Linked DNA regions of Mus musculus: region 1 is linked to region 2. Evidence: chromatin contacts called from public HiChIP or PLAC-seq data. All regions are on one chromosome and are shown on one strand. Each heading gives the region's core, a stretch centred on a gene start, on an enhancer-like site or on the middle of the called end of the contact. The rest is flanking DNA. Distances are from core to core; before and after follow the strand shown.

Region 1 (3,110 bases), core at 610-3,109, 40 kb after region 2:
TTAAAGATTTATTTATTTTATTTATGTGAGTATACTGTTGCTATCTTCAGGCACACCAAAGAGGATATCAGATCCCATCACAGATGGTTGTGAGTCACCATGTGGTTGCTGGGAATTGAACTCAGGACCTCTGGAAGATCAGTCAGTGCTCTTAACCACTGAGCTGTCTCTCCAGCCCAACTTATTCTTATTTTATGTTGATTGGTGCTTTGCCTGCATGTATATCTGTGTGAGGGTGTCAGAAGGTCTGAGACTAGAGTTACAGACAGGTGTGAGCTGCCATGTGAGAATCGAAGTCAGGTCCTCTGAAGGATCAGTTAGTGTTCCTAACCCCCAAGCCATCTCTCCAGCCCCTGCTAGAAAGGATCTTGAGAAGACAAAGGTTTCCTCATGATTATGGTGCAAGGGGGAGGTGATGGAGATGGCGATAGTGATGATGCCAGGTGATGATAATCTGATAGTGATAGAGGTGCCGGTACTATGGGATGGCAATGTCAACGATCTGATGATGGTGAAGATACTGGTGAAGTGAGGAAGATGGGTCGGATGATGGTGATGCTGGCCGTCAATGTGATAATGATCATGTTGATATAATGGTGTTGATGGTGGTGATCTCGACAAGAATTGGGACACTGATTATAGTACTGAATGTGAAATGCAGGGCCTTTCATATGCTAGGCAAGTGTGATACCCTGAGCTACATCCCCAGGCTCCTCCCTCTGACTTCATACATCAAATTCAGGACTACAAAGGAGCTTTAAAAAAAAAAGCTGTTAAAAGTGTGTTTCTGATGTAGCGGGACTGGAGCCTGTTTAGATTCTCGACTCTTTTCCCGAAGGCTTTTTGCAGGTTTCTGCAGCCTGTACCTTGTTCTTCCAGCATGGCTAAGGACTGAATGTCTCTGAGCTTTGGCATCGCAGTCAGACCACCCAGGCAGAGTGCCAACGTGGGGCCACAGGGCAACTGCAGTTTCTGCAGTAACAGAAGAGGAGGCCGGGTTCTGAGAAAGGTGGCACAAGCCCGGGTGAGATGTGACCATGTGGCCTGGGGTCTGTGGCTACTTATTCCCATCATGTACTCACTTAGGGGTGTTGAGAACTACCCCCACCCTGCATGGTTTTACCCACCTCATAACCAGCACAATTTTTTTTTTTAAGCCCCCAGTAGGTATCCATGAGTCACTCTGCCCATGGAAACCTCCCACAGTAACCTCAGGCAGAACAGAGTGGCCAACTGTCTTTCCACAGTACTAGCCTGCTCAAACCTGAGGTTCAGCTGGGATGTAGGTATGGACAGGAAGTGGGTACCAGCTTTGAGTATCTCTCCCCACTCCCAGGGAGGAGGGAACAGTCACATGTATTGAGAATGAGTAAAGATCGTGTCTAGTCCTAAGCACTGCACCATGTCTTCATGTCCCCTCTCATGGGACACTGTGATTAGCCACACTTTTGAATGAGGAGCTGAGATGTGAAGCGGCTGAAACCCCTTGCCCAGCCACTCAAGCCCAGGCCACTCTTCAGCAACTCTTCCTGACAGCGCATCCCATCCCAAACACTCAACTCAGAAGCAGGGAGCAGTCAGTTGGCCTGCTGGTCCACACCAGAGTCCCGCACCCCAACTGCTGCTCTGCTTGGCAGATGAGCCCCTGGCCTTCACAGCTGACTTCCTGAAGGCTGTCACAAGCCGGATGAGGAGGTGACAACAGGGTGGGTGCTGGTGGGAACCTGTGACCACACTCTGGGGGCAGGGCAGGAAGTAGTAATGATATGACGTTGGCCAGGGTGGGCCTGCCTGGGGATAGATCGCAGCATTTTAAAAGCCTCCATTGACAACGCAGGTGTCCCCCTGGGCTTCAGTGGCGTCTTGGTGGGACTTCAGGTAAGGAGGAGGAAGGGTAGGAAGCAGGGAGGTTGAGATACCCTGGGGAAAGAGAGTTGGAAGGTATAGCCAGGAGGAACCAGAAATGCTAGTAGCCAGCCTTCAAGCTCATCCCTCATTCCTTCATTGGGTTGGTGACAACTCGGGGGTTCATGTGTCAGTGACAACTGTCCACAGTTTCCAAGACTATTTCCAGAAGTTTTGGCAGTTAGAGTTCGTAAAGAATGGAAATGAGCCAAGTATGGAGCACATATATGACTATACCATCAGGGAACGGGGTAAACCCCATCTCGAAAGGTGTAAGGAAGGGGAGGTGAGGGGAGAGGACAGGAGAGGAAGGAAAGGGAGGGGAGGGAAAAGGAGGAAGAATCCAAGATCTGTAAATAAACTCCCTGACAATATAATGAAGGCCAGAAGGGGACTGATGTCCATTGATCAAAGTCACCAATGTGTTGGTCTCTTAAGCAGGTTGACCAGAAAGCTTGACAGGATTCTCCCCAGCTTGTTTATCTCCCAGCCTCACACATCACCTGAATTCTGCCTCCAGCTCACTGCTTTAGGTAGAACATGGAAGGCTGCAGCTAGATATGAGGAAGACCTCTGCTCACCCCACTCCCTCACTTAAGACCCTTCAGGGAGAGGAGAAAAACAAACAAACAAACAAACAAACACCTCTGAGGGTCTTAGAAGGAGCCAGTTCTCCATCCGTGGGTTGTGTCCACTGGGGGAAAAAAACCCACCTATTTCCAATGGATGGTCTTAGAAAACGCAAGATAGCAAAATTACAGTCATGAAGTCATGAAAATAAATTTATGGTTGGGGGTTCCCAGGACCATCAGAAATGTGTGTTTTCCTATGGCTGCAATCCACAGGTGGAGAAACGCTGAGACAGAGAGGAGATAGAGGGAGATTCAAAAACTGGGACCCTGTGGCAAGGAAGATCAATGAATTGCTGCCCACTAGCAGGCGACAGGTAGATACCTGTCCTGCCATAGTGTGAAGTATTCGGCAGGGAATGTCAAGACAGAAAACCTGAGCAGTGAGCAAAAGGGCTTGCAAGGGCGCACTTAAAGGTCCCCCACACTAGAGCCAACAGCACAGATACAGGACAGCCTTTGTCCATTGTAGAGTTGAGGCTGATGCCCTTGCAGGAGGCTCAGAGCAGCCACGGGGGATATGCAGGGAGCTCACTGTCTCCTAGCATCTGAAAGGGAGAGGCAGAAGTCACTGCT
Region 2 (3,209 bases), core at 368-2,867:
TTCTCCGAGGACTATATTTCAATGGCCAAGGAAAAGGTGCCCAGTGTCATTAGTCAGCAGGGAAACTCAAATCCAAACCACAACGAAATACGGCTTCACACCCCCTAGGTTGGCTAGAATCGAAGTAAGATAATAACAAGTGTTGGCAAGAACGGGGAGAAACTGGAGCCCTGACACATCGCTGGTGGGAATGTAGACTGCACAGCCACTTGAAAACAGTCTGGCAGCTCCTTAAGCAATTGAGCCTCGCTGATACAAGGTCCAGAAAGTTCACTCCTAGATATAGACCCAAGACAAACAAAAACACATCCACCCAAAAACCTGTCCTCAGACTGTTAGCCTCCGTTGCGAACTTGACGGCATTCGGAGCCACCTAGGAGACACACTTCTGGGCTTGTCTGGGAAGGCATTTCCCAAAAGGTCTAACCAAGGCAGGGTGAGCCATCCTGATTGTGGACAGCATCATTCTGTGGCCCTAATCAAAAGGGGGGAAAAAAGGAGAAGCAAGCTGAGTCCCAGCATTCCCCTCTCCTGCTACCTCCACAAAGACACAGTGTGGCCAGCTGCCTCACGTGCCTGCGGCCATGCCTCCCCGCCATGATGGGCTGTCCCTCTTTGTAAACCCTGGAGTCCCAAACCAATCCTCCCTCCCTTCCTTAAGTTGTTCTTGCCAGGCATCTTGTCATAGCAAGCAGAAAAATCACTGAGTATCAGTGTTCATGAAAGTACTGTTCACATCGATCAGAAAGTTCAGGGAGCCCAGAGTGCCTATCAGCCTCATAGGACACATCCACACAATGGATCGTCTAGCTAATAAAAACGAGTGAAGGACCAGTGCATGCCACAGGGAAGATGAGCCTAGCAACACTGCACCAAGTGAAAGAAGCCAGATACAAAAGAGGATGTGTTCTGTGAGCACCCTGGAACAGACACTCAGTGATCATTGGGAAAATGCACAGAGAAAGCAGTTGAGTGGCCACAGGGCAGCAGTAAGAAGGGATTGCTCTGGGGCAAGAGGTAAGGGACAGCCATTTCTCTGTGAACTGACAGAAACCTCATGCTGACTGTGGAGACAGCTGCACGTATCTATGGTTATCCACTAACAGTCCACTCAAAACCCAGGTGTGGCTGGCACACAACTATAATCGCAGTCCTCAGGAGACAGAGGCAAGCGAAGCTCTGAGTTCGAGGCCAGCCTGGTCTATAGAGTGAGTTCCAGGACAGCCAGGGCTACACAGAGAAACCCTGTCTCAAAAATCTAACACCCTCCCCCACCTTCAAAAACAGAAAGGAAGGTAAAAAGAAGGAAAGAAAGAAAGAAAGAAAGAAAGAAAGAAAGAAAGAAAGAAAGAAAGAAAGAAAGAAAGAAAGGAAGGAAGGAAGGAAGGAAGGAAGGAAGGAAGGAAGGAAGGAAGGAAGAGAGAGAAAAGAAAAAAGGGAAAGAAAAATAAGATAAAATCCACTGAACTATGTGCTTTGAATGAGTGCATTGCATGCTACTTGGTTATCACATCTCAGTAAGGCAACTGAGTACTAGGGGAGACAAAAGGAGGAGTGAGGGGGAGCTACTCTCACAGCAACCAAGCTGCCTATTTCCTCACAAGTGTGAGTCAGCATGGCTCAGAAGAAAGCCTGGGGATGCTGTGAGGCCCCAGCTGAGGGAGATCTGCTGGAGACAAGGGTGGTCAAGGACTCAGGCAGAGCCCAGAAATGGCTGCAGGCAATTCAGACAGCGCTGCAGCCTTGAAGGGCAAGCAGGAGCACAGGGGTCTTACAGGACCAAAGGGTGAGCCCTAGGATTCTCCACCTCAGCAGCTGAGAACTCCCAGGACAGCTCAAAGGCTGGAAGAAACAGCAGGAATCCAGAGCCTCCAATAGGGGGGGGGGGGGCTGGTACCTGCAAGGACCACTGAGTATCTGTTCTGAGGGTCAGGACATCTCTAGGCTCTGAGAGGGGCTGAACCTAGCCCATCTGCAGCAATATTGTGGGTGATATGAAGAAATGCAGAGACCCTAAGTTCAGTGGGTTCCAGATTTAAATCCTGACCCTGTTGCTCATTCAGGTAATCTGACACGACATTCCTGGGCACCTGTCTGGTTAGGAGTAATGCACATGCGACATCCGGACATCATTTCTGCCTTCCAGCGGCAGACGTGTGGCATCTCTAGCTGCTGTTGAGATTGTCATTAACAACACTCAAATTATGTTTTAGAGCGGTGGTTCTCATCCTTCCTAATGCTATAACCTTTTAATACAGTTCACGTTGTGGTGACCCCCCCCCCAACCATAAAATTATTTTTGTTGCTACTTCATAACTGTAATCTTCCTGTTATGAATCATATTGTAAATATCTGATATGTACATGGTCTTAGGCGACATGTGTAAAAGGGTCATTTGACCCCACCAAAGGGGACACACCCCACGGGTTGACAACCATTGTTTTAGAGCCTGAGGCTCAGAAACAGGCTGCTGGACCCAGGGATGGGAGCACTAGTCTTGGCAGGGTGGCGGTGGTGCACGCCTTTAATCCCAGCACTTGGGAGGCAGAGGCAGGCAGATTTCTGAATTCGAGGCCAGCCTGGTCTACAGAGTGAGTTCCAGGACAGTCAGGGCTACACAGAGAAACCCTGTCTCAGAGAGAGAGAGAGAGAGAGATGGTCTACAGAGTGAGTTCCAGGACAGTCAGGGCTACACAGAGAAACCCTGTCTCAGAGAGAGAGAGAGAGAGAGAGAGAGAGAGAGAGAGAGAGAGAGAGAACGAAAGAAAGAACGAAAGAAAGAACGAAAGAAAGAACGAAAGAAAGAAAGAAAGAAAGAAAGAAAGAAAGAAAGAAAGAGGGAGGGAGGGAGGGAGGGAGGGAGGGAGGGGGAGAGAGAGAGAGAGAGAGAGAGAGAACGAAAGAAAGAACGAAAGAAAGAAAGAAAGAAAGAAAGAAAGAAAGAAAGAAAGAGGGAGGGAGGGAGGGAGGGGGAGAGAGAGAGAGAGAGAGAGAGAGAGAGAGAGAGAGAGAGAGAGAGAGAGAGAGAAGTCACCAGTCTTGAACCTGAACCCCAGAAAGGTTTGACCCTGATTCGTGGCCCTGGCTTTCACCTGCTCAGGTCCTCTAGGTAGATGGACCTGTAAATGGGAAGACTTTCCCAAGAAGAGGGGGAAAAATCCCACCAGGTAGGAAAAGTTCCTACCAAGCATAGGAGACTGGCTGAGGGT

Evidence for each region. HiChIP or PLAC-seq counts read pairs in DNA pulled down with a chosen protein or histone mark.
Region 1: a contact with region 2 is called in a CTCF HiChIP or PLAC-seq map of the NIH/3T3 cell line, with 12 read pairs. The contact joins the promoter of Prf1 here to the enhancer-like site in region 2. A contact is called at or near these places in 3 of 39 promoter capture datasets (3T3-L1-derived adipocytes, cranial neural crest and frontonasal cranial neural crest), 1 of 15 datasets of contacts at CTCF or cohesin (the NIH/3T3 cell line), 1 of 484 Hi-C or Micro-C datasets (natural killer cells), 1 of 115 datasets of contacts at active chromatin or transcription factors (embryonic stem cells) and 3 of 9 other capture datasets (adipose tissue, liver and pancreatic islet).

Annotation. Positions count from the first base shown.
Region 1 is chr10:61,295,977-61,299,086 of GRCm38.p6, forward strand. Prf1 (perforin 1 (pore forming protein)) reads left to right here and starts at 1,860. Exons shown (of 3, transcript NM_011073.3): 1 at 1,860-1,878.
Region 2 is chr10:61,256,719-61,259,927 of GRCm38.p6, forward strand. All of the region lies in intron 2 of Adamts14 (a disintegrin-like and metallopeptidase (reprolysin type) with thrombospondin type 1 motif, 14), which reads right to left. Among named protein-coding and RNA genes, the nearest start is that of Adamts14, 15 kb to the right of the region's middle. Within about 2 kb of position 1,618, at least 9 of the 459 cell types and tissues checked have an H3K27ac peak or open chromatin away from gene starts, as enhancers often do. A contact at or near this core is called in the NIH/3T3 cell line, where this site is marked.